5 separate regions of the Mus musculus genome follow, and all the other regions are linked to region 1. The links are chromatin contacts, called in public HiChIP or PLAC-seq, Micro-C and promoter capture Hi-C maps. All regions are on one chromosome and are shown on one strand. The core of a region is the stretch at or near the end of the contact, and the rest is flanking DNA. Distances in the headings are between cores, read along the strand shown.

What was found. Promoter capture Hi-C pulls out the DNA fragments that hold promoters and counts their contacts. Hi-C and Micro-C count contacts between places; a contact is called where the count stands out from the background. HiChIP or PLAC-seq counts read pairs in DNA pulled down with a chosen protein or histone mark. Capture Hi-C pulls out chosen DNA fragments and counts their contacts.
Region 2: a promoter capture Hi-C map of adipose tissue shows a contact between it and region 1, with 2.3 times the contacts expected there. The contact joins the promoter of Fcna here to the promoter of Qsox2 in region 1. A contact is called at or near these places in 3 of 39 promoter capture datasets (hippocampal neurons, liver and neural stem cells), 3 of 115 datasets of contacts at active chromatin or transcription factors (astrocytes, bone marrow-derived macrophages and forebrain) and 1 of 9 other capture datasets (adipose tissue).
Region 3: an H3K27ac HiChIP or PLAC-seq map of microglia shows a contact between it and region 1, with 6 times the contacts expected there. The contact joins the promoter of Paxx here to the promoter of Qsox2 in region 1.
Region 4: a contact with region 1 is called in a promoter capture Hi-C map of pre-B cells, with 6 times the contacts expected there. The contact joins the promoter of Surf6 here to the promoter of Qsox2 in region 1. A contact is called at or near these places in 3 of 39 promoter capture datasets (liver and pre-B cells), 3 of 484 Hi-C or Micro-C datasets (CD4 T cells, Th1 cells and myocytes), 1 of 115 datasets of contacts at active chromatin or transcription factors (memory CD8 T cells) and 2 of 9 other capture datasets (adipose tissue and liver).
Region 5: a Micro-C map of embryonic stem cells shows a contact between it and region 1, with 5 times the contacts expected there. The contact joins the promoter of Phpt1 here to the promoter of Qsox2 in region 1. A contact is called at or near these places in 1 of 39 promoter capture datasets (liver), 1 of 484 Hi-C or Micro-C datasets (embryonic stem cells), 4 of 115 datasets of contacts at active chromatin or transcription factors (T-cell acute lymphoblastic leukemia, embryonic stem cells and pro-B cells) and 1 of 9 other capture datasets (liver).

The regions. Positions count from the first base shown.
Region 1 is chr2:26,235,110-26,240,306 of GRCm38.p6, forward strand. It overlaps Qsox2 (quiescin Q6 sulfhydryl oxidase 2), which reads right to left and starts at 2,290. Exons shown (of 12, transcript NM_001302956.1): 1 at 1,934-2,290. The coding sequence starts at 2,243.
Region 2 is chr2:25,624,468-25,629,747 of GRCm38.p6, forward strand. It overlaps Fcna (ficolin A), which reads right to left and starts at 3,507. Exons shown (of 10, transcript NM_007995.3): 1 at 3,282-3,507; 2 at 2,969-3,082; 3 at 2,811-2,864; 4 at 2,500-2,535; 5 at 2,174-2,209; 6 at 1,789-1,824; 7 at 1,545-1,672; 8 at 967-1,096; 9 at 746-880; 10 at 200-621. The coding sequence starts at 3,369. The coding sequence ends at 374. It overlaps Fcnaos (a long non-coding RNA gene), which reads left to right. Exons shown (of 8, transcript XR_003954003.1): 6 at 4,487-4,644.
Region 3 is chr2:25,459,076-25,464,036 of GRCm38.p6, forward strand. It overlaps Paxx (non-homologous end joining factor), which reads right to left and starts at 2,019. Exons shown (of 7, transcript NM_153557.1): 1 at 1,712-2,019; 2 at 1,580-1,640; 3 at 1,370-1,419; 4 at 1,092-1,282; 5 at 934-999; 6 at 700-784; 7 at 413-626. The coding sequence starts at 1,836. The coding sequence ends at 587.
Region 4 is chr2:26,899,602-26,904,807 of GRCm38.p6, forward strand. It overlaps Surf6 (surfeit gene 6), which reads right to left and starts at 3,286. Exons shown (of 5, transcript NM_009298.4): 1 at 3,093-3,286; 2 at 128-331. The coding sequence starts at 3,186.
Region 5 is chr2:25,573,055-25,578,207 of GRCm38.p6, forward strand. It overlaps Phpt1 (phosphohistidine phosphatase 1), which reads right to left and starts at 1,817. Exons shown (of 3, transcript NM_029293.2): 1 at 1,629-1,817; 2 at 1,134-1,258; 3 at 377-645. The coding sequence starts at 1,785. The coding sequence ends at 553. Ajm1 (apical junction component 1) reads right to left here. Exons shown (of 1, transcript NM_001005424.2): 1 at 2,362-5,153. The coding sequence ends at 3,919.

The DNA.
Region 1 (5,197 bases), core at 1,040-3,539:
GTCCAACATGACAGGCATCACATGGGATGTCATCACTTCTGTAGGTGTTGTAAGGGATCCTGCAGTTAGGCAGGATCCCTTACAACAGGTGACCAGACACCTCCAGAAGTTAGGATCCACCCAGCAGCCTAGGCTGGGACTGATAACACTAGGGTTAGCACCTACCAAGTCCTCAGGTGACTTGCTTCAGGAGCCTCTGACATCCTGACTCAGGCAGTTCTGCCCTCAACATCCTGCACCCCTCTTCAGGCCCTCACCTGCCCCTGCCAGTCAGCTTTCACTTTCACCACACCTTGCCCCATCTTCTAGGCACCAGTCACTCTTTAAAGACAACTGCAGTTCACTAAGCCAACCACAGCATTAGCTGTGCATTTTTACTGTGGCACTTTTGGAACTGTTCTTCCTTTCAAATTCCGGGGACAACTGCAGCACTCTCTGTTGGTTTGGTTAATAGAAGAGCCAGCTTATAACACGTGATGTGGCTTGTACAAGTTAGCTACCAGATTGAAAGCCAGAACTGATATAAGCAAAAAAGCTGCCAACAAGTCTTGCCAGGGTCACCTGCAGGTCCACCAACAAGCATTAAGAAATGGAAAATCCTCTCCTCTATTGAGTGGCAAAAAATAAAAATAAAACCCCCACAAAAAACCAGTGTATAAACTGTCTTTTCACTGTCTTGTCTCACTTTTGGCTAGTGCTTGTCAAGGACTTAAGGAAACTGAGATGGCTCAAAGTTTAAAAGCACAGACTGCATCAGGGTGTTGTGGGTGCTCGCCTTTAATACCAGCCCTCAGAAGGCAGAAGCAAGCGGATCTTTCTGAGTTCAAGGCCAACCTGGTCTATAGAGTGAGTTCTAGGACAGCCAAGACTACACAGAGAATCCCTGGCTTGAAAAACTATAAATAAAGAGGCAAACAAAGAAAACCCCACACACTGCTCTTTCAGTCTGGAGTGTCATTCCCAGCTCCCTCCACCTCTGATTCCAGCTGCAGGGAATCCAAAACCTCTGCCTTCCAAGGGAAACTGCACTCACCTGCACACACCCACGCCCATGTAATTCAAAACAAATTAAGTATTAAGAAGAAAGAAAAAGAAAACTTACGACCCAAGAGAACAATGTCATTAGATTCTACATAAGGACCAAAGCAGAGGTCAATGGATTCAAGGCCAGCCTGGACAACGTCATGAAACTGTCTCAAAAAAATAAAAAAATATAAGTCAAAGTGCCCCAACAATGAGGAAAGAGAGGGTAAACATTTTAAAATAGTCATCTGCAATTGCGTACTTGGAAAAAGGGCTTCTTTGCAAATCTGTTTAAGAAGAACACAGCAGTGTTCAACATCAGACCTAAAACCAAAGGTGCAGGAAAAAGAGTAACAATTTGTTGTCTTGCCCTGAGAGATCTGTAATTAGAGGTTAGTTCAACAGTTGTAAGCCAGTGAAGCCAAATGTAAGCCAGTGCTGGGAAGGCCACTTAAATTCCATTTACAGGAGCTGCTCCAAGGGGTCTGAGTTCTACAAAGGTGAGTAACTAAACATATATGGGAAGATTTCCTGAAAGCTATGGCTAGTGACCCAGAAGCCCAGCAAGAAGACGCTTTGTAAACTTTCTGCTGTTGCAGAGCAGTCCCCAGAGTGGGTATCTAAGTTTCTCAGCCCAATGCCCACCATATGGTCGGCTACCTAGCAAACGAGGCTGAGGTTTGACAGGAATGGGGACCTTCCTGAGTGGAGAGGGTAGCCTCTGAAATGCAATTGCTGGGTATGGGGAAAGTCAAACTGATCGGGTAGTGGCTAGGATAAGTGGTTGGGGACATGTTGAAGTCGGTGTTCTGAGCTGGCGACCTCAGGAAAGCCATCGGCCCCATCTGTGGGGCTTCGCCCACGTAGCTGTTGCGTCGGAGGAACGTCCACCGGCGCGCGGGGCCCTCACCTCGCACGTCCGCCGCCAGCGCTCGCCAGGTGGGTGCGTAGCCGATGCAGTGGCCGCACCACGACGAGTGGAACTGCACCAGCCACGCGGCTGAGCTGTTGCCCGTGGCCGACCGCACGCTGCCGCTGTCCAGCAACCACACGGCGTCTGAGCCCTCGCGGTAGAGCCGCGCCCCGCCGCCCTCCCGGGGCCCCACTGCCGCCACCACCGCCAGCAGGAAGAGCAGCCGCGGCAGCCGCGCGGCTCGAAGAGACGGTGGCTGCCGCGCATAAGCTCCTGGATCCCGCGCCACAGCCCGGGCGGCAGCCATGTTGGGAGTGCCGCCGGCGCGTTGACCTTTCACCCTGGCAACCGGCGTCACGTGCTTGCGCGCGCCGGTCCCGCCCTAGGCACTAGCCCCGCCCCCGAATCCGCTAATCTTCCCAGGCACTACTCTTCGTTCTCGCCCCGCCCTCGTAATTTGACCCCCCTCCCCAGCACTGGTCATTCCAGGTCCCGCACAGCTCGCTTTTTTGCTCCGCCCCCGAACATTGTTCCCGCCCCAGAATGTAGGCCCCGCCTCATTCCTTAAGTCTGCTCCGCCCCTGTGCTCCTGGCCCCGCCCCTGCCTCTGGTCATTGGCCCTATCCCAATTAAAAAAAACTCTTAAAAATCTTAAAACCCGCAAGCAATTTTCACCTAGTGAAAGTCCTGGGCCTAAGTAGCCAGATTTAGCAAGGGGAAATAGCCCGTGCCATGTTGAATGTTGAGTAAACACCAGGCCAAGATTTTCAGTCTGAAATGCAGATTTAATAGGACAAAAACAGATCGAAAAAATATTTGCTATATGCCTGTATTTCTTATGTAGCATGAATCCTAGATTTTACATGCAACCTATGATTTTACCTGTCAACTTCAAACATCCACGATGATCCCTTGACCTTTTTATAACCCACATGATACAGTAGAACCACCTGGTAAAGTTGGCTGGCTTCCTGCTAAGATGGTAGAAAGGAGAGGTAGACCTGACTCTTCTTTTTTAGACAGGGTTCTAAGGCTGGCATGGAGTTCACTATGTGCCTGAATCTGTCCTCCTGCCTCCCTGGACTGGGATTACACATGTGCACCACCATGTCTGGCTTCTCCAATCACTCAGTCTACTTTCCTATGCTAATGTTCTGCTTTCTCCAAACACTAGAGAGAATATGTAATCTCTTCTACTTCCTGTTTGTCTACCTGATCTCTCACTGTACGGTTTTTCCTACTTCACTCCCTGTCAACTGGTCTCTTGTTCTTCCTCTTGACCTATTTAATATTGTTTACAATAAACCAGGCGTGGTGGCGCATACCTTTAATCCCACCACTTGGGAGGCAGAGGCAGGCAGATTTCTGAGTTCGAGGCCAGCCTGGTCTACAGAGTGAGTTCCAGGACATCCAGGGCTATACAGAGAAACCCTGTCTTGAAAAGCCTATCTATATCTATATCTATATCTATATCTATATCTATATCTATATCTAATCTATACTGTTTACAATAAACAGAAAGCTCATGGATTAAAGGTGTGTGCTAAGGGCTGAGCCACACCACAACTAGAAACCGGTTTTATTCTCAGTAAATAACACAGTCTTGGGGTTTACATTGTGATCAAATATCCTGCAACAGGGAGACATGGTTGGGAGACAAATACAGAGAAGCTATTTGATTTTTAATGGTCACCAGAGGATGAATAAGCAGGACAAGGGACCAGAGAGACTGGTAGGGAAACTGCCTGGGGGTAGGGTGGGGGGAGGCAGTCATGAGAGTAGGACTGGCTTCTTCTTCTTCTTCTTCTTCTTCTTCTTCTTCTTCTTCTTCTTCTTCTTCTTCTTCTTCTTCTTTGTCGTCGTCGTCGTCGTCGTTGTTTAAATTTTGAGACAGAGTTTCTCTGTGTAACCCTGGCTGTCCTGGAACTCACTCTGTAGACCAGGCTGGCCTCGAACTCAGAAATCCGCCTGCCTCTGCCTCCTGAGTGCTGGGATTAAAGGCGTGTGCCACCATGCCCAGCAGGACTGGCTTCTTGACCCTCAGTTTGTATGTGGAAAGGATCTGGACAAGGCCAGCCTGGGATGGGAGAGCTTGATCTTCAGGTCCCAACTCTACACAGAAGGCAAGAAAGTCTGAGGCAGGATGGATAAGGAAACTTCAGGGGATATGAGAGAGTCTGGAGATTGGCTGACGCTTGTCTCTAGCTGATAGTCAAGAATTCCAATGCAGTTAACATTTGCTGACACAGAGACAACATTTTAAAATAAGGATGTTAAAGTAGCAGCAAGCCATGTTTGTGTCTTTTCGATCTAAACCTGCAGGTTTCTAGGAATTTCACAAGGAACTCATTTACAGGAAAAGTAGTTCCTTAAACTCCTTGTGGCCCAAGGTTTTATTTTACCAGATTGTAATTCCATCCAGATGGCTTCAGAACCATCCTATAATCTCACTTATTGGAAAGGGGAAAAGAGGAAGAGGAAGGGAGAGTCCCTTAGATATCTGTTGAGCAAAAAACTCTGATAGCCTCTGAAATCCTATACATGGCTATTTCAAAGCCACTTAGATATGACTCTCCTTTGAGAAGTCAACACCCAGGATTGGGTGTGCCTTATTTTTTCCCTAAGCATCTCTCTATTAACTACTATGCTGAAGTTTTTGTTGCTTTCTTCCTAATGAACTCTGACTTCACTACCATCTGGCCCATCCTGAAATTCTTATCTGTGGCAAAGTCAAGGATCTGGTGTTACCTGGATGGGGATCTTTGAAAGTTGAGGAGACTCTGCAGGTTGCTGGGGACTACATGAGCTATGTCTACTGCTGAACTATGTCTCACTGATGACAAGTCCACTGTAGTCCCAGCCCATGCAGCCAGTCCTGGGGCAGGGCTCAGACAGCAGGCAAGATGAGAATACACTTTCCAGGGAGTTTATGGTTCCCAACCATTTGTAAGAGCCCCAGTGGCCTTTGTATATGTTTTATGAGAGTGGCTGTCATGGTAGAGCAGGAGAGCATGGGGCCCCAGGGACTTGGGAAATTCATGTGACAGTTTGGCATGTGGAAAGCTGAAAGCATGGTCTAAAGAGACTGGTTTGCAAAGCACTGACAGAGACAGATCACAGGAAAATCAAAAGTGTGCTTTAACTGAGAAATAACTATTTTCTATGAAAAATAATAACTTCTCCCGAGGCTCATGTCAAGATTTATTGGTCCAAGTAGTTATGAGGAATCAGAACCAGGGCAGGTACAGCCTGAGACCTTGG
Region 2 (5,280 bases), core at 2,257-4,756, 610 kb before region 1:
GAGTTGGTGTCGAGTAGGCCTTTCCACTCATTAATGGGTTTGTTTCTGGAAGCGGGTCTTGGAAGGCTGAGCTGACTCCTTCCTGGTGCTGCTATATTGGTGGCTTTCTGGGTCTCAGCCTCAAGGCCACCATGGATGTGTGGGGTCCTCCCTTGCCTGCTGCCCTTCGATGCTGCAGACTCTCACAGTGATCAGGCCTCTGCTTCTCTGACCTTTATTAGTGCATAGTAGTCAGGGCTGGACAGTGTCCAGAGGGGAGTGTAGAGAGCCCACAATAGATAAGCACACAGACTTCAACTTCTAGAGATCCCTCCCTTCAGTGTCCCCACATGGCCTGGACATGGCTGAAAGGCTGGGTGGAGACTGGGGCACCTTAAGATGCTCGGATTTTCATCTCGGCAACCTTGTAGGAGTAGTGGTGACCTTGGCCAGTTCCCCAGTTGATGCCATCCGCATAACTCTCATGGGAGCCAGACAAGTAGCGCCCGTTGAGGTTGGACTGGTGGCAGTTGTGGTACCACCAGGCTCCATGGAACAAAGCTGCACAGTTCATGCTATTTGCATCATTATCTTGGTCATGGGTTGTAAATGACATGTTGTTGTGCTTTGTCAGGGAGTCTCCTGCAAAGACTCAGACCTGTCAGCTCTCAGGGCCAAGGCAGAGCCCATCCCAGATGGGTAGGGGCAACTTGCAGGCCCCTTTCCCCATCCCCACCAATAGCTTTAAGCTTTCTGTGTGATTTACCTGCAGTGCCCTCCAGAAACTGCCCCAAGGTCAGCTTGTATTTCTCCTGTTCTTCAGATACCTGGAATGAGCTGTACTTGGCATAGGAGCCTTTCCCTTGGAAATCTTGTAAGTCAACTCGGAGCTCTTGGTTCCCTAGCAGGATGGGTGGAAGGAAGGAAAAGGCTCAGGCCAGGCAGCGTAGTGGAAGGCAGGTGATGGCCAAGAGACTGCTTCCTCACCATTGGCTGTGAGCAGGTGCAGGTAGTCATTACCCAACCAGAACTCCGTGCCCAGGTTGCCAAAGCCTCTTTTATAGGAGTCCCAGTCTCGGAAGAAATCGATAGACCCGTCCACTCGTCGTTGAAAAACCTGTGGCGTGGGGCAGGGGAGCATGTGGGTATCAGGTTCCTAAGAGCAGGAACCCGAGGGATATGTCTAGGTCCAGGGCTTTGGTTGGTTATTTGGTTTTTGTTGGTTTGTTTTGTTTTTCTCACTCTTATAAAGAACCTCATGAGTGAGGAATAGTTTTCAGGGGCAGGGAGTACAGGGGACTGAGAAGGTAACTGATAGATGATAGTGGCCCAGGGCTGACATGTTTTGATGCATCTGTTATGACTGGGGTCCTGTCGCCCACTTAACTCACTTCACAGAGTTCTAGATCTGGTCCACCAGTGCTTGGGTCTCGCTGGAGGGTGAAGCACCACATTATTTTTTTTTTTTCCCCCTGGTTGCTCTGCTCTCTCCCTGACTTCAGCTCTCCAGAGTGTGGCCGCTGTGTGCAAACCTCTTATGCCCCACACTGAGCCTCCTCACTCACGGTCCAGCCCCCACCGTCCACATCCATGTCACAGAGCACAGTCAGTGGCCGGCAGTCAGGAAGATGGATGGTGTACCAGCCAGTCAGGAAGATGCCCCGTGTCAGCAAGTCTTTGCAGCTCCGGGGTCCTGTACCATGGGGAAGTGGGCAGGGTTGGCCTGTATCTGGGGTATACTCCCTGGGTGGGGTCCTGCTGTATTCTTGAGAGCAGGAAGTAGGAGGGGCCAGCTGAGAGGTCACTTACCTCTCTGGCACAGGGTGTCTCCCAGCTCCTTTTCACCTGGGCAGAGTCATGAGTGTTATTTTCTTCCTTGGTCCCTTCCCATCACATATAACTCCCCTAGACTCCATATTCTACTTGGCATACATGGTGCCGTACCCTCCTGCTAAAGAGCCCAGCACACCCATCCTGGCTGGCCCCATTAGGCTCCTTTGTGTTTGGCTGCTGTTATGCATTGTCCTGTCTGTGACTATACCCAGAGTTGGGATAGGTCAGGGTGCTGGCTGGGAGGCTGGCTGGGCCCACAGATGCTTCATGCTACTTCAGCCCCCGAAGCTCACTCTTCTTCACTCACAACCAGAGGGTAAAGACACTGGAAACGTTAGAAGAGACTATGGGATGTACTTACCCAGAGATGGCGCAGCTCCTGTATCGCCTTTCTCCCCTGGAGGAATACAGCATACTAGCCTTGTCCCAGAGCTGGAATCCTGCCACATCCTCTCCTGTACCCCTCCCAGCTTCCAGCCTCTCCCCTAGTCTGTGAGCCCCCAACATTCTGATATGCATAATGATCCGGGGAGACTTTGGGGACCCCTGAAGTAGTGCTTCTGGGAACACCCACCTTTCTTTGTATTCAAGACTCCCCTTAAGCCAACAAGACCCTAATCCCATATTGCTCCATGTGGAGCTGTCCTTCCTGGTCCCTTCCTAAGGAGACTTGTTTACTAGGCTCACCTTTAACTCCCGGGGGCCCCATGGTTCCTGGCTCTCCTGTAGACAGAAGGGGCATTCTTACAGTGCTGGTTCTTTTTCACTTCAGTGTGTGTGTGTGTGTGTGTGTGTGTGTGTGTGTGTATCCACCTATGTGTCCATCCATGCGAGCAGAACTTGTAGGAGAGAGATCTGAATGCCCAGCCTGTAGGAAGGGGGCAGGCATGCATCTGGACATAGGGGAGGATGGTGTGTGGGCTCAGGTGCTACTGGCACCACTCTCAAGACCTGTCTGGATCTTAGGCAGATAGACCCATGTGAGAATTCCCTCTTACCTTTGCTGCCGGCAGGTCCCATCTTTCCTGGGCTGCCCTGAAAGCCCCGTTCTCCTGTAAACACAAGGACTAAACTGGATCTCATCTCCTAGGTAGGATTGGAGGGAGCTGGGCCAAGGGGAGGCTAAGGGGAATCCCTCTCCCATCCAGATTGCTACCTCTTCCAGCAGGGCTTCCAGGCTCCCCTTTGGGCCCAGGTGGGCCAGGAAAGCCAGGGCAACTTTGGATGACAACCACCTTGTCCTGGGCCCCCAGACCTACGACCTTAACATCTGCATAGAAAAAAAAAAAAGAGGGGTGGCTTTGGAGCAGCATTGAAAACCACAGCTCTCCGTACCCACTAGCATTCATGCAGCCTGTCTCTGGATGTGTTTTCAGGCTGCCCTTCTAAAATGTCCCATCTCCTGCTGCCACATGTGCAGGCATATGCAGGTATGTGTGTGCCCACACTTCTGAGCAGACCCCTCTCACCTGGACAGGCACCTCTCTCCTGACCCAGGGCCTGGGAGGGACAGAGACAGAGCAGTCCTGAAAAGGCCCACAGCGTAGGCCACTGCATTGCTCTGGGTACAGCAGCCACTCCTTGACTCCCTGGCTCTGGACGGAGGCTGAGGCACTGATGAACGAAGTGAAGACCCTCACTGCCTGGATTCCTCACGGCTCAGCTTTTTCTCCTGAGAAGGAGTGCAAGTTAAAACCAGGCACACTTCCTGTGTGTCACCAGATGGCCAGCGCCACACCCAGCAGTTCCCTGTAGCACATGAGTACAGTACTCACACACTCAGCACACTTTCCCAGTCAGCACTGGGGATTCGGGGCATGAGGACACCACCTCCTTCTCTTCCTTCTCCACCTTCCTCTTCCTCCTCTACCTTCCTCTTCTGCTTCTCTCCAAAGAATAGATTCCCAAAGAACTAGCTCAGAAAGGCAAGGCTGGCCAAAGGCGCCTACTGAGCTCCCAGAGCCAAATGCTGAACCTCTCAGCCTCCCATCCATGGATAGCAGACAGAAGAAGCCTTCCTGAGAGAGTGTGAGGCACTGGCTGGGCCATGAAAGAGCTGAGCCTGGCCCTCCAAGCCAGCAGAACCCTCGTTCTCACTACCCTGCCTACATCCTTTTTTTTTTTTTTTTTAGATTTATTTATTTTATGTATATGAGTGCTCTATTTGCATGTACACCTGGATGCCAGAAGAGGGCATCAGATCCCATTACAGATGATTGTGAGCCACCACATGGTTTCTGGATATTGAACTCAGGACCTCTGGAAGAGCAGGCAGTGCTCTTAACCTCTGAGCCATCTCTCCAGTCCTGCCCTGTATACCTTAATACCTACCTACTGCAAAGTCTGGCATCGGCCTGGCTAGGGTTTATAGTGAGCAGGGAATCCATAGGGACCTGAGTGCCTGCAGGCCAGACTAGGCCAGCTATGCTCCCCCATTCCTTCCCCAGCACGCCTCCAGGCTGCTGACCTCCCTCTGTCCCTCCAGGCCGCTGACCTCCCTCTGTCCCTCCAGGCTGCTGACCTCCCTCTGTCCCTCCAGGCCACTGACCTCCCTCTGTCCCTCCAGGTCGCTGACCTCCCTCTGTCCCTCCAGGCTGCTGACCTCCCTCTGTCCCTCTAGGCTGCTGACCTCCCTCTGTCCCTCCAGGCTGCTGACCTCCCTCTGTCCCTCCAGGCTGCTGACCTCCCTCTGTCCTCACTGGCACCAGTTCCTACAGGAAGTGCTCTTTCCTGCCCCAGGCCTGAACCCTGAGGTTCATCGGAGTAGCCAGCTCTCTAACAGCAATGGCTTCCCCCATCTCCAACTGCAGCAAGCTGAGCACAGCCCAGGCGGTAGGTGTTTTAAAAATAACAAGTCTAGGGATGTAAATGAATAAAATAATTCATTAAAAAATGTTAAACCTAAAAGAGTCTAACTTTTCCAGCGTTATCCCCTTTCAGCCAACTTTACACCTGCATCATTTTTTTTTTAGATTTTATTTTTATTTCTGTTTAAAGATTATTACTTTATGCGTAATGGGTGTTTTGCCTGCACATATGTCTGTGTACTAACTGCATGCCTAGTGTCCATGGAGGCCAGAAGAGGGTGTTGCATCCCTTAGAGCTGGAGTTTACAGGATGGTTGTGAGCCTCTATGAGGGGGCTGGCAATTGAATCCTGGTCCTCTGGAGGAGCAGCCAGTGCTCAGCTGCTAAGCCATCACTCCTGCCTCTCGATTTTATTTGTGTGTGTGTGTGTGTGTGTGTGTGTGTGTGTGCATGTACACATACATGTGTGCAGGTGCCCGATGAGGCCAGAATAGAGTGGCTTCCTGGAGTGGGGATGTCAGGCAGTCCTGAGCCACCTGACTTGAGAGCTGGGACCTCTGCAAAAGCAGTATTGATGAGCTGTCTCTTCAACCCTGCCAATCACTTTCTTTTTCCTTGGTTTTGGTTTTTTGGAGACAGGGTTTTTCTGTGTAGCCTTGGC
Region 3 (4,961 bases), core at 769-3,268, 780 kb before region 1:
GCCTCTGGGATCCTGGCCAAGTGGGTGGGGGCAGGCCTCCATTCCTCAGTCCAGCCACAGACTGTGGGCCAACCATATCTCCTATAAGGGGCTTCTACTGTCTAATGCCCTCTGGTGGCCTCCAAGACAACGCCTCTGTGCTACCTGGGTGGGGCTTGCAAGTGTGGGACATCTAAGCCTTAGAGAGTTCTGGCTCTACCAGACCAGGACGCTCTCAGCTTCTGTGCTGGCCACGCAGAATCAACACAGTAGGTCTGAGAAAGCTCTGCTGCCTGCCTTAAGACCTAGGCGGGAGAGCCTCCTGGATGCCGAGAGCCTGATGCATCTGTTTGCCTCCCAGGGCTCCACAGTACACCAGAGGGGTCTTCTCGTGCCCCCTCCCCAAGGCCAATCTTCACAACTCAAGTCTGGCCTAGCATCTCTCCCCGAGGGAGCAGTTTATTTGACGGAGAAGGGATGAGAGGCACCTTTGCCCAACAGCAGGACCACAGGGGAAGTGAAGCAAGGGGTGTCTCTGATTAGGGGGTCCTAGATCTCCCCTTTCCTTGCAGGCAGGCTCCTGGCCAAGTAACAGGCTTTGCTGTCCTCAGGTCTCATCAAAGTCTACACCAGCAGCTGGTTTCTTACTAGAAGACAAGAGTATGTAAATACATAGAAGAAAAGGAAGGGACCAGGGCAGGGGAGACAGGTGGCAAGTACCTTTTGAAGCCAGGGTTAATGAGAGACTCCCCTGGACACCGTCTCCTGACCCCAGGCCCAGAGCTGCCTCTCTGGTGATCAAGTTCTGCCAGAAAATAGGATCAGGGAAATCTTGAACTCCAAAGAACCCTGGCCAGAACTCTGTCCACATGGAAAGATTCTCCCATGAGACATCTGGAGAGGCAGTTCCAGAGAAAGAGCAGCCCCAGCCCACATGCCAGGCCCACCCCTTACCTGGTAAGAACTGAGTGCCTGCTGGCTGGGTGTTCTTCTTGGGGCTAGTGATGGTCTCTTCTGCAGCTAAGAGAGAGTCGTGGCATCTCACTCAATGCCAGGAGGGTCTGCAAAAGCATGCCCCTGAGGGAAGGTACAGGTGCCCACACATACAGTACCTGCCAGCCGCCTCTCTAGGTTGCATACATGCTCTGCCAGGCTGAGAGTCAAAGCCTGCAGCCTGGGGGCTGCCTCCGGGCTGGGCACCTTGGAGAGGTCAAAGGCCAGGGCAGGGGTATCCCCTGAAAGGGTTATCAATGCTCTGTCTTCTTGCAGGCTTACAGTTACTGCCTGCTGTTGGCAGGCTGCCCTAAGGAGGGAGATGTGTGTTATGGCCAGGATGTGTTAGCACTACCCCAAGCTTCTCATTCACATGGCCTCCCTAACTGGAACTCACCTGAACCGGGAATGGATATCTTCAGCCCCACTTAGGCCAAATCGGGCTTTCTGCTGGGAACAAGGAATTGTCACTAACCCCGCCCAGGACCCTGGACCCACTGGACATTCCAAACTGCCCTACCCTGGAAATGCTATTAGAACCACTGCCACGGGGAGGGGGAGGGTGGCAAGCTACCAGCTGTCTCCTATCCCCAGCACTGTTACTCACGAGCCTCGCCAGGCTGTCAGGCGAGAAGCAGGTGCTCCAGAGCTCGGCGGCGTCCGTCACACTGGGTGGGAGGGGCTGTCAGGCACCGTGCCCGCTATGCTCCCGCACCCCACATCCCTAGACTCCACTCACTAGAGGTTGAAGTCGTCGCGGTCCCCGTCTCCACCACTATCCCGCTCGCAGTAGCACACCAGGCGGGGGGAGCCCGAACCCGGCGGCAGAATACAAAGCGGCAGCGACAACAACGGAGGAGCCATGACAGCAGGGCGGTCTCGCCGCAGGAGCCAAGTTAGATGTGGGCTGAGGGCGCCTGCGCAGAAGTACAAACTCGGTGACTCACAATCTAAGGTGTTCGCTCGGCGGCGGAACTTCTGGTTTCTGGAGGGACGGAAGGACGAGGCGATGGGCGGTACTCAAGGTTGACATTGTTTCCGGGTACCAGGCATTAAGTAAGAGGCTGACTAAAGGGCGGGGTTTAGCACGTGGGGCGGGGCGGGAAGCACTCGGAGGGCGGGGCTTAGCGCATTAGCTACTCAGTGCTATTCTGGGCTCTGTTCTTTGGCCCTTGCATCCAAACAGAGATCTACTATGGTCTCACTCCTTGTGCTCTTCCGCTTTTCTGGGTCCTTCTTAGCAACATATCTGCCGCTCTTCAATGCCGGTCTTCTTTCCTATCTATCCCCCAAGGGCTTGTACTGCAGGGCCTCCAAACTGTTGGTCACTTGTCCCTTCCTGTCACTTTAGATATAAACACATCTCTTTCTAAAGCTGAGTTGTAACAAACCAAAATACAAGAGTAAGTACAGTACATGTGGAAACGTTTGGAGATGCAGTTTTCTCCCGGGCAATACCCTCCCATTGTCTGAGTCACCACCCTCTGTGTGATACCTGTCAGCCCTGAGGACACCTTCACCAACAGGAGGTCTCTGGAACCTGAGATCTAATGGGAGAGATGACTAGTCCGACAGGACAGCACTCACACTGCAGCAAATGCTCATGAGAATCCACACAGGGCCTGCATAGTAGGGGCTGATGCCACCTGCAGAGAATGGAGCCCAGCAAAGGGTGTGCTCAGGAGGAGGCCTGATGGGAACAGAAGTCTTCCCAAGGCTGTGGAAGAGGGCTAGCATGAACCTATGAGAACCATGGTGAGAGTGGTTAGTAACTTGGTGAACTGTGCTAACATTTGAAAAGTGCCATCAGCCAAACATACTCAATTCCCACTTTCCTCTAGTTTTGCTCAACCCTGCTGAGGCTCCGGACTAGAGCCTTTGCGTGCATGGGTTTTTGCCTGTCTCCAGCCGGGTGTACTTACCTGTAGTTCTTTTGAAAGTGTCCTCTTGAGGATCCATGTAGAACATTTCACCTCTGCTCAAGTCTCCATCCCTCTCTCCCATGTCTTACTTTCCCTGCTTTTCACTGTGTACCGTACATCCTGGTTTTAGGAGTTTCTGGCTCAGCCTTGATGTCTGCCTGCATCTCCACCATTGTCTGACCCCCTCCTAGAAGCTGCATCTAAGGTCTTGCTTCTATTCTAGCCACTGGAATATGGCAGAAATGATGTCTGTCATTTCTCCCATCCCTACTGCATTGCTCACCACAGCACAAGGCAACCCAGGAAAACCTTTGATATTAAAGTATGGAGGCCTGCCTGTGCCAGAGCCAGAGCCAGAGCCAGAGCCAGAGCCAGAGCCAGAGCCAGAGCCAGAGCCAGAGCCAGAGCCAGAGCCAGAGTCAGAGCCAGAGCCCCAGAGCCAGAGCCAGAGGCAGAGGCAGAGCCAGAGGCAGAGCCAGAGGCAGAGCCAGAGCCAGAGCCAGAGCCAGAGCCAGAGCCAGAGCCAGAGCCAGGAAGCAGAGTCCTGTCCAGGCCTCAGGTCTGGGAGATGGTGAACGGCATCCTCTTCCACTCGAGGGGCCTGTCCCAGACCTTAAGGACCTGGAGATATCGCTGCTTCTTGTTCTAGGCTGCTAAAGTCTGCAAGGATTTGTTTCTCAGCCTCCCATGGAGCTGCTGGTTTTGTTTGTTTGCTTTGTTTTGTTTGTTTTACCAATTTGAGTGAAAAACTTTAAACCGACTACAAAGCAGAAATAACAGCATAATGAGCCCCAGATGGACGAATTATCAACATTTTGACAAATTTACAATCAATATTTTTATTAAATTCTATTTTATTTTATTAATTTTTGCATAATATTCACATTACAGGTGTCACTGAACTATACCCTCAAACATTTCGGGACAATTTTGTCTCTTCAAACATTGGTACTTCAGGGCGTGGTGGAACACACTTGTAAATCCAGATGGAAAGGCTGAAGCCCAAGGATCCCAGGTACCTGCTCAGCAGGAGTACACAACAGGGTCCTAGCACACACACAAAAGCCAAACAAGTTATACTGTGTCCAGTATAAACACAGAAATAATACACTTACCTTCCTGTGTGTGTGTTCTACATATTCACATGTACACACATATGTGCAAGTAGAGACCAGAGCCAATGTGAGCACCTCCCTCAGTTTATTATTATTATTATTATTATTATTATTATTAAGCATTTCTATTCATTTTATTGTGAGTGGGTGTATGTGTGTCATGGTACAGAGGTCAGAAGTCAAAGGGCAGTTAGTTTTCTTCTTCCATCCTTAGGTCCCAGGGATCAAACTCAGGTCATAAGCCTTAGTAGCAAGTACCTTTACCTTTAGAGGCATCTCAGTGACCTTCTATTTGATGTACTTGAAAGCTGAATCTGTCTACAGTGGCTCCCGGGACCCAGGGCACACATGGAACAGGGTGGAATGTGGCTTGCCTCATGTAATTGCTGTTCCAAAGCGGGAGCTTCTGGGCAGCTAAACCAGCCGTATCATACTCTTAGGCTAGATGCTGGGGACTACAGGGTCCAAGAAGGGCCTTTAGGCACCTTGGGTCTTCCCACGAAGAACTAAGGTATAGTCCTTTCCCTGAAGGTACTGCCCTAAAGGACCCAGCCTATGTGGTTTCCAGACTTAGACAGGCCTTGCCACCCACCACCCACTCTCTGACTCCCCTATGAAACACTGCTTCTGTCAGCCTCACCAAAGTGTTTATTGTGCCTGGGGAGCTGTAGAGAAAAACAGGGAGCTCTTTGGGTGAAGACTCAGCATAGAGGCATCATGAGCCAACTGACCCCGCAGGTGGCTGGACCCAATACAAGGAGCAGGTGGAGCATTACTGAAAACTCCCCAAACATTACTGAAAGTGGGCAGTAAGGATCTGGAGGAACACGGTAGCTGTTTGAAGCTATGGTGGCCAGGCCTCCCTGCCTTCTCCATGCTGGAAACCACGCCCAATGTAGTTCTATGTTGGTGTTAGAGTGGGGCATTGGGAGGGACCTCTGAGGACACTCAT
Region 4 (5,206 bases), core at 2,036-4,535, 670 kb after region 1:
AAGTAGTGCCTTGTCACCAGGTTGTCATGCAGCACAGGACAAACTCCGGCTAGCACTGTTGAGCAGTGGGGACATTTGTGTCTAGGCCCATCCCAGCCCTGACCATGCACATCCTGGAGCCACTTACCTTTAGGGGACCCCAGGGAGCTCAAGCCCTTCTCTTGTTTGGATACCATTGGGTTCTTGGGCCTAGAAGAGGTAGGAGGCTTCTTGCCCAGGGCTTTAGTCTTGTGATCCATAGCTTTCTGTTCCTGCTCCGGAGACTTCTTTTGTGTTTTCTTCCTTTTCTTTTTGGGGGCGCCAGCAGCTTCTGAGCCTTTTGTTCTGACACCTGAAATGCAAAACAAGCAGAGTCCCTTTTCACCAATTCAGCAGAGGAAGAGAATGCAAAGAACCAGGTAGCTAGGCCAGCACCGCCTGTCCAGAGCTACAACCACCTCCTGCCAGGGCAGCAGGCAGCTATGTGTCTATCACCCCTTAGTACTTGGAGGCCAAGGCACTAGAATTCCTGAGAGTTCGATGCCAGGCTGGGCTACATAGTGAGATCCTGTCTCCAAAGAGCAAAAATAAATTATTATTTTTTAAATGCAAAACATACTCACCCACTTGGCAGGGCAGTTATGCACATGAAGAATAGAATACCAAATATGGCTTCAGGGTGGTCACCACCCGAATATCTACACATAACCACCTCTTCTAAGTAATGACAGTACTGCCACACACTTTCTCCTCACTGCCCAAACCTCAACACTAGGCTCATGGACAACAATTTCCTCCTAAATAAAACCTGCCAGCAGGGTGTGGTGGAGCACGCCTTTAATCCCAGGACTCAGGAGACAAAGGCAGGTGGATCTCAGTGAGTTTAAAGCCAGTCTGGTCTACAAAATGAGTTCCAGGACAGCTAGGGCTACACAGAGAAACCATGGAAAGACAAGACAGAGGGAGGAAGGGGAAAGGGAGAAAGGGGGAAAAAGAAAGAAAGGAAGGAAGCAAGTATACCAGCCTTCACCTTGGAGGCGCGCTCCTTAAACTCAGGAACCAAACACCAAGGCTTAGAAGTCCCTGAAACTGACCAGATTCACTAGATCCCCTCTTCCCCAAGCATAGATAAGAAGGCAGAGCATCACTTAATCAAACAGAAGTACATGAAATAAATACTCTCCAACTTTTGAGCTGCCTGCAAGTTGTGCAGTGCACTTCAGGTTTCCAGCTTTTGTGATCCATCACCCATGCTGGGGTAGACTTTGGTGGTAAAGCTGTGTTTGAATCATTTCCACTCCTGTGAGTCACCCCATAAGGCTCAATTCATTTGCCTCTCTGGACTTCAGCAGTATTCTGCCTTTGGTTCTGCCAGAGATTTCCTGGAAAGAAGCTGTCTGCAGACTGACTCCTCCATGTGACTAATAGATAATAAACGTTTTGGAATATACTCACTTAGCAGGCCAACCTAAAAATTAAGAATGCTATCAGCACCAGGCACACCTTTAATCCCAGCACTCCACTTCAGAGGCAGATGCAGACTAATCTCTGTAAATTCAAGGCCAGCCTGGTCTACAGGGTCCAGGACATTACAAGCTACACAGAGAAGCCCTGTTTGGGGGACGGGAGGAACTGCCATCAGCATCTAGTCCTAAAGAAAGCTGTCATTTTGCTATATGACCTGGTATACACTCTAATGTATTTTAAACCTGCTTTGACTTTCTTCGTTCTGTCAAACTTCAAGAAACTACTTCAAGGAATATTTTCCCTTGGAAAATGGGACTTGGGGAAACCTAAACCCATGTTTACAGGCCACCATCATTCTAAATGGGCTCCAGACCAAATGCTTCATTGTGCTCACGTGCAGCATGTGTGTCCTGGCTGAGCAGGTACTCATGTGTCTTCCTACATGATACCACACAACAGCTCTCACACACATTAGGCAAGTACTCCAACACTAAATCATACTTCCAAACCTCCTTTTTCTTTTGGTAAATTTATTACATTTTAATCATGTGCACCATAAATGAGGGTGGCTGATGGGAACAATCTGGTCCTCTCCTAAGAGCTGTAGATACACAGAACTATTGCACCCTCTCTCCAGCTCCGTTTGTTTGTTTGTTTTTAACACATGATCTTAAGCCAGGCGGTGGTGGCACACCTGGGAGGCAGAAACAGGTGAATCTGAATTCAAGGCCAGCCTGGTCTACAGAGCAAGTTCCAGGATAGCCAAGGCTACACTGAGAAACCCTGTCTCCAAACAAGCAAACAAATAAAAGGGGTCTCAGTATGCAGTCCTGGCCATCTGGAATTCACAGTAATCTTTCTTGCTTGTTTGCCAAGTGCTGGTGTTAAAAGGCTTGCAGACCACCTCCCACCTGTGCCTCCCAGACTCGTTTACTTTTATGAGTGCTGTTTGTAAGTATGTCTGTGCATCAAGACCATCCCTGGTGCCACTGAGAGCCAGAAGAGTGTTAATGAGTCCCTAGAACTGGAATTAGGGGCTGGTGTCAGCTGCCATGTAGCTGCTGGGAACCAAATCTGGGTCCTATGCAAAAGTAGCAAGTGCTCTTAACCACTGAGCCATATCTCCACCCGCTCCTTTTACTTTCGGAGAGTTTCCTGAAGTTGCTCATGCAGAGGTGATCACATCCTGTAGTCCTGACAGGCAGGCGGGTCTTGACCTCGAGGTCTTTCTCCTCAGCCTCCCTACCAACCAGGCCCAGACGCAATTAACATTTTATGATTTAAGACTTGCTTCCACTTCCAAAGATAAGGAAATGTTAGCGCTTTAAACTAAACAGCCAAGAATGGAGTGTGCGTTCTTTCAACACAAGAAACACATTCACAGACAAGGGCTGAAAAACACACACGCCAGTAAGAAAACTCTTCACACTTGTAGTAGCAAGCCCGATTTTCTTTCCGTTCGAGTCTGGTAATTTCCTAACTGCCTCCCACTCCTTCAGGGCCCAGAGCTCAAGCTTTTGCTGTCCCCGCGAGTACCCACCCGCTCGAACTCATATCCCTTGCGGGGGGTCCGGCCCCGACCTAGGACAGCGGGCTCCTTACTGACGGCGTCTGCTCCCAAAAGCTGCTCGAGCCGGATGCCTTACCCCATGTGCTCCTCTGTCGTTCAGGGCCAGGCTGCGCGCAGATCTTCTTGGCCAAGTCCTGAAGATAGGTATCCTTGGCCAGGAGAGAAGCCATGCTGCCAACCAAGGCTGGGACCAGAATAGGAAGCTCCCGCGGTGGAGCCCCGCCGGAAGCTCCGTACACGCAGGTACCACCAGTAGAGCGGCGTGACCCCGCCGGAAGTATCTTATGCGCAGACGCAGCCTGGAGCACCGGAAGCCACCCCCAAGGATTAGCCGTAATCTAAACTCCAGGTTAGCAAACCAGCCAGCCAGCCCCGGAAGCCACAGTGTAAATCCGCTAGCAGCTGCTTTCCTCTCGGAGCTCAATTAGCCATGCCTGACGGGCCGGCTACTCCTCAATCTGGAGGCGTTTCTCTGAAAATGGAGCCTGTAACCTGAGAGGGCTGGGCTCCCACCGAGCTTGAAGCCCTCAGGGCCGGGCAGACCTGGGCTACTATAGCTCTTTCCCTACTGCTGGACTGAAGGTCAGAACCCCGCCTGCAGGGGATGCCCAGCATCCTATTGCCACTCCCGCCACACAGAGCAAAACGCAATCAGGTATAAAAAGACGTGGGCCACAACTAGAGACCTGAGTATGGCGTGGATCTTAGATTACATGCGGTAGCAATGAATCTCAATGGTGATGAGCCCTTAGGAATAAGAAACTACTTGCAGATGGCGTTAAAGCTACTTATGAGGAAATGAAGGGAAAGGCAAGCCCAAAGAAGAGCCTGCCCGGTAGTTTTTTGGGTGTGACCCAGCAACTCAGAAGTTCATGAAAAAAGGTGACACACAACTTACATCACTTGTGACTCTGAATTTCTAGAACACTAAATCCCCAAGCAGTATCTCCAGGGAGCTCTGGCCCTGGCCACGCAAGCAGAGGAAAGACAATGGTGCCCTTTAAAGGAGAAGTTTCGCTTTTAAATGTGAACGACAGAATTGACTAAACAATAAAACACTGTCTTTCACTAGGTGGCTAAGCTTTCTCCAGGGCACTTACAAGCTCTTCCAACAGTTAACACTGCTTTGGCATCACTGCTGGAAAACTCCCTCACTGGGGCAGTGACTTGCCCCTAGCTACACATTCCAGTGCTATGTTCTTTTTGGCTATTGTAGGTGCTGGGTCACCTGGTGACCAGCCTATGTTCCTTATAGACCCAGGACTACAACCATGGATGAGGCATGCTGATGGTAGTCAGGAGTGACAGGCTGAATGCACATACCTGCCCGAGAACCATGGTTTCTGTATGTCAGCCGTGAGCCTGGTACTGAGGGGCAATGGGGTCTGAGCTCCCGGTTTCTAAGATCTTCGCTTCTGAGCAAGACACCTCAGCCTTTCCAAGCCCAAGGCCAGTCCTTCTAAGATGCAGGCATGATAGCTCTAAGTAGGATGGCAAAAATAGGTGGCATCAAAGGTACAGGTGCTGCAGTCATATAGCTTGCAGTACTAGCGGATTCTTCATCCATTTATTTTATGTCACGGATTTACTAGATGCCAGGAACCCAAAGCTATATAAGGAGGGGCCGTCCCACTGTTCCCTCCATGGGTGTCAGGCCTCTTGGTGTTACTGTGCTCCTCACATGCGCTGCTTTGTGATGGACAACTCCTGGGAGAGGTTACCCAGCCACTCTAAGGACTTGGAGCTGTTGGAATCCCTCGGCGTCTTTTGGTGTCTCTATTGCCAACACTGTCTTTGCATCTCTGAGTCTCTCACGCATGTGTGCAGGTGTGAATGGTGTGTATATGTATGCCTGTATGTGGTGGACATGTGTGATGAAGTGCCAGCCTAGGCCTCACTCTCCCATCTCCCCCTTACTCCCTCTTCCCATCAATGTAGTATTCCCTGCCCTGAGCACAGTGGCTTAGGTGACTCGGCCACACTGTGGGTTTGGTTGGCCAGGTTTCAGGTCACAGTTTTCTTGGCTGTGGGATGATGCTAGTGTCTACTTGAAGATCCTCCAGCCACATGAGAGATGTGAAGGGGTGGTGGCTCAGTGGCTGCTTCCCCACCTCTAAGGGCTCTTCTTCCACCCCAGAGGCATGGTAGGGAAACTGGAAGCCCCCATCTGGACTCTTTATTTCCATTATA
Region 5 (5,153 bases), core at 567-3,066, 660 kb before region 1:
ACTCAGGGATATCAGGCTTGGCCTGAGAACAGATGAAAAATGTAGCCTGCCAGCTGGCGGGACAATGGCTGCCAGGACCCTTTCCTGGTGGGACTCCTGGATGAACTACAGGAAGGGGGCACTTGTGGGCACCCCAGGCCTTAGGTGGCCAGGAACTGACTTCTTGTGCAAGGCCTGTGGGGCCCCCTCCCAGATGTCCTTGGGGATAGCAGCTTCATGGAGGAACAATCAAGCCATAAATGGCTGCAATGCAGGGGCCCCCTTATCTGCACCTAGGGGGCTGAGTGTGCACCAGTAGTTCCCAGGGCCCCTGAAGCTGAGCAGGTCTGTCCGGTGCAATCCAAAGGTAAAGAAGGCAAGACACAAGTCAGGGACTAGTAGGCATATCAATGCTTTTAATTCCTATGGACCAGATTGGTCTGGCCTCTAAGGCCTGGCAGGTGCTATGCTGCCTAAGGTACAAAAGGAAAGCACAGGGCCAGCCCCTCAAAACAGAACACAGCAAGAGCAGAGACCTGACTTAGTCCGGGGGGTGGGGGGTGGGGCAGAGCTTCAGTAGCCATCGTCAGCCCAGGTGACCTCATAGTCAGGATACTTGGCTTTGATCTTCTCAGTTGAAACAGAGTGCTGGGCACGACCGTAACCCTAGAGAAAGGATGACCGCCAGTTTGCTAGTTTTTTGCTTTGGGAGCCCACCCAGAAGCCGCAGCAATAGCAGCCCTGGGGAAAGTTAGCAGATCCTACCATCCTAATCATACTGGGATCATGATGAGGACTGAAGAGCTCTTCAGGTGATGCCTGAGGGTCTAAGGTGGACTTTATGAAAAAGGATCAACATAGAACTGTGAATTTGACCCCAGTACTGGTGGCTCCAAGGGCCCCTAGAGAGTCAGGACACAGACCCATCAGGATCTGGAGCAAGTCGGGGATGTAGCCCAAGGTGTCATTTGGAAAACGTGGGGAAAGGAAAACCCATTCAGCCCTTAAGTAAGGGTTCTGTAGCTCCAACTTTCAGAGTCCCAAAGGTGGCCTGAATGGTGGTGTGAGGGGTGGGGTGGGGTGGGGTGGGGGTGGGGTCAGGCTCACAAAGGTGAGCTTTGCAGTCTGGCTGAGACCTGGGGACTGGAGCTCACCATAGAGTAGCCATACACGTGTATCTTCCTGTCCTGGCTCTGATGGGAGATGCGCCCGCCGCCTAGGCACTCACAGTCATAGCCATTCCTTTGCAGCTCGCCTGACACTTTGTCATAGATGTCCGCTGGGGTGGGGAGAGTGGCCTCAGGATATGCCCTAGCCGCCCTTGTTGGCCCCACACTGAACTCTAGGGCTGGATATGGGGTCAGAAGCTCCAGCTCTTGGTGGTCTTTTTCCCAGAGAAGATGAGCCCTTCCCCCGCTGGCAAAAAGATGAACGGGAGGAAGAAGACACTTTCGAAGTGAGAGACGGGATTAAGAAGATCCCAGTCATGGCACTCCTTTCTGCCCAAATCCCGACGTTTCTAGGTCAGCCTAGCTATGTGTTAGTACAAGTCATGATATATTAGCAGTCACTACTCCGCTACCAGCAACTGTAAGGCCCCGCCCCTAACCTTCGTCCCGCCTCCAAGGGCACAGAGGCCCCGCCCTCACCGTGGTACTCAGCCCATTTGTAGCCACGCACGATTTCCTTGCACTCCTTCGCCGGATCCCCAGAAGGCTCTGCTAAGTGGACTCGAATCAGCACATACTTGAAGACGCCATCCGAATCAATGTCTACATCAGGAATCTGACCGAGGTCCGCCGCCATGTTCCCCGAAGCGCTCGATCTCTGGGCCCCACAGCCCCTTACCAAACCCGACCCAGGCCTATGCGTAGGGAGGCGGGCCCTTTGGCAGCCACGGCCAATCCCGTGAGGGAATGCTTACCTAGCCCAGAGCCTCAGCCAGTTGTACCTCCAATCTGAGGCACGGACTGGCCAATTGCAACCCAGTTCTTTGCAGCTTTGGGATCGGGCTCATGAGTCCCAGTTAAAGGAGCCGAGGCATAGGTTAACCCGTGGTGCTGTAAATCAACCCGCTGCAGGGCAGCAAAAGGATGCAAGGACGCACTCCGGTTCCACTCCTGGGTCCTAAGGCTTCAATCCGTAAACCATAAATCCGAAGTCCTCTCTTCCCCAACACCTGTAAACCGGAGGATCTCTCTCCGGTCTCTCCAAATTCAAGTACTCCCCTGCATACTCCACTTCACACCCTCGGGCCTCCCCTTCCACAATACTCCGGTTGCGGGTTGTTAAGCTCCTACTCCCGGAAGCTTTGACGCAATGCTCCCCCCCCCCCCCCCCCCCCCGGCCACGACGACGACCACCACCACCACCACTACCGAGTTATTAGCAGCAGCTACATTCAAGTTCTATTTTACTTGGTTCGAAAGCACTTGCCCTTCTCGTCAGAGGCGTTCTTGCCAGTCTGCCGCAGGAGGGACTGTGGAGCCCCTGGGGAGGGCGGCAGGCGGCGGGGCAGCAAGTGTTGCAAGAGCGGCATCCGGGCATGTGCTAAGACAGGGGCCAAGGAGAGAGAGCTGGAGTGTCCCGGGGACATCCAGTCGAGGGTAGCTGGCGCGTGTGCACACCCTCGTGCATAGGTGTGTGTCCCAGGTTCTTGCAATTGAACTTTCAGAGCTCCTAAGGGCTTGGGGCTTCTTCTTCTCCCAAGATTCTTGGAGAATCTGGTCGCAAGCCCTCTCTGGGTCACACCCTCCACAAAGTCCTGGGCTCAGATCCAGGTACGGGGTCAGGCAAGGGGCTTAGGGAAGCCTAGACCTCTCCACAACACGTCAGGCTTTGGCTTCTCTCTCAGCTTGGAGTGCAGCCAGGGCACTTTTGCACACAGGATTGGATTCGGGGCAGGCCTCGGCACCGACTCCTTAACCGTACCCACACTTGGTGGCTCACTACTAAGCACCTTTCCTAGTCCAGTTCCTAATTAGGGACAGCCCTGTTCCTTACTCATTCCCAAGTCATTCCGTGGTAGGAGCTGCTCTCAGTAGGGTTGTCTGCTAATTCGTCAGCACACGCTTCCCACCTCTCCATCTTCTCTGGAAGGCAGATTTTTAAGGCCATCTTGTTGGGTAGGTGTTGGGAGCTCAAATCCTTACCCAGATCTTAACTCTGGTTGGGTCGCCGCCCACACTGCTTCCCCTGCTCAGGCTTCCATCTGGCAGGGTGGATTGTACCTTGGCCTTAACCTGAAAATTCCCCAGTATTCCAACTTGTCTACAAGTGCCCAGACTAAGGTGAGAGTATTGAAGGACAGGCGGCACTGGTACGTGTACAGTGCTGGCTACGCCCATTGCCTCAACCTCATAGGGGTGCACAGGGAGTAGCCCTCTGAGCCTGATACACCCCAGACAGGAGGGTTAGGGGAAGTGCTCGAAGTAAGGACATCGGGCTTTGGTTAACATGGATTTCTGGACTAGAAGGGTTGGAGAGCTATAGCAAGCACCCACAACATACACCAACTGAGTTTGTCCCCATGGGATGAGTGTAGCAGGCAGAGCCCAGAGGTCCTCAGTCCCACCCCACCTCCCAGTGGGGAGCACCGAGGGCGAGGACCGGGCCCTTGGGGAGCCCCCTCTCCTTGACTGGCTTGGGGAGAGCCCAGGATGTGGAATTTGGATGGCCCGGTTACGAACAGAGAAGAAAAGAAGCAGCTGGTTGGAAACGGGACAGGGGTGGGGGTGGGGGCTCCCAGGCAAAATTAGAGGTGTGGAGTGGGTGGAGCTCAGGGCAGAGAATTTGTATAAGACTAAAGGAGGCCCAGGGGATTTGGAAGGCGCTGAACCAACTGGTCCAGACTCTGGGGGCCTTCGTGATGGATCAGGCAGGGCCTGAGTAGAGTAGGCAGGGCTCGGGGTCGGGGCCTGGGCCTAATAGTTCCATGGTTCACATGATGTCGTCCAGCAGGTTGGCGCTGGCTACCCAATCTAGTGCACGCGGCTCCGATGCAGCCATGATCATGCACATGAAGGGGCGGCCAGTGCGCCGATCCGTGGGATAGATGGTTGTGGGCGTGAAGCGCCGGTTAGCTTCCACAAACTCACAGAGCTGCTCATAGACCCGTGGGAATTCGTGGCGGAGGAAGACGCCGCGCATTCGAAGCTCACGTTGGATATGGATGAAGGCTACTTCACGTGCGCGCCGGCCGGCCTCACCTTCTTCGTCCAGGCCCGCAGTACCTGGGGGTGGCGTCAGGATCAAGGTTTCCATATCTGGCTCTCCGCCACGCGCAGGAGGAGGACGCGTCGGGCTGCCAGCGGCCAGAGCCACCTTGGCGAACTTGCGCACCGTGGGCCCAGGAGTGCGCGGCGCGGGCCGGGCAGCGGCTCCGGGGGGTGCAGCGCTGGGGCCCACAGCCACGGACACGCTAAGCAGGAAGCACTCTGCCGGCTCATAGAGCCTTCCTGCTGCCGCCAGCTCTCGTGCATAGCTACCCAGGGGCGCCGCATGTGTAGCCAGCTCACGCAGCGACAGGTAGGTGGGCGATAACAGCAACCCTTCGAGGCCAAAGCGTAGGAAGTTGTCGGCAGAGCCTGGGCTCGGGAAGCCCAAGAACAGCACGCCACGGCCTCGCGACAGGAATCCGACGCGCGCTATGCGAGAGAAGGCGCGATGCACTGGGCTGCTGTCGCGGCAGAACTGCAGCACGTGGCGGCACACGCTGCCCACGCGGCCGTACACGCAACGCGCCTTGTGCGCGTCCCAGTCCTCTCGGCGGCACAGACGCGAGCAGTAGTAGGTATAGCAGCTGTGGCACGACTTGAAGTAGAGGCAGGCGTTGAACATGGTCTCTGTCCGCCGGCAGCGCGCGTTGGAGCAGGTCATCAAGTCATCCTCGTCTGCGCTGGGCTCGGGGGAGGCGTCCGCTGCCTCCCCCGAGCCGGTGGGCTCTTCAGTGCTGCCAGCCGAGGCCGGGGGCGAGCGCGATGGCGCCAGCAGGGTGGCCCCTCCAGGGCCTGCAGCCCGTGAGTCCAGCAGGCGGCGTAGTTGGCGGCCTAAACCTTCGGCGGCAGGCTCCGGGGCCTGGGCTGGCGACCGTGAGTCGATGACCAGGTCAGTGATGAGCTCGTCCAGCTGCTCGAGGCTGCGCTGGCGGCTTGAAGCAGGACCCTCAGGGACCG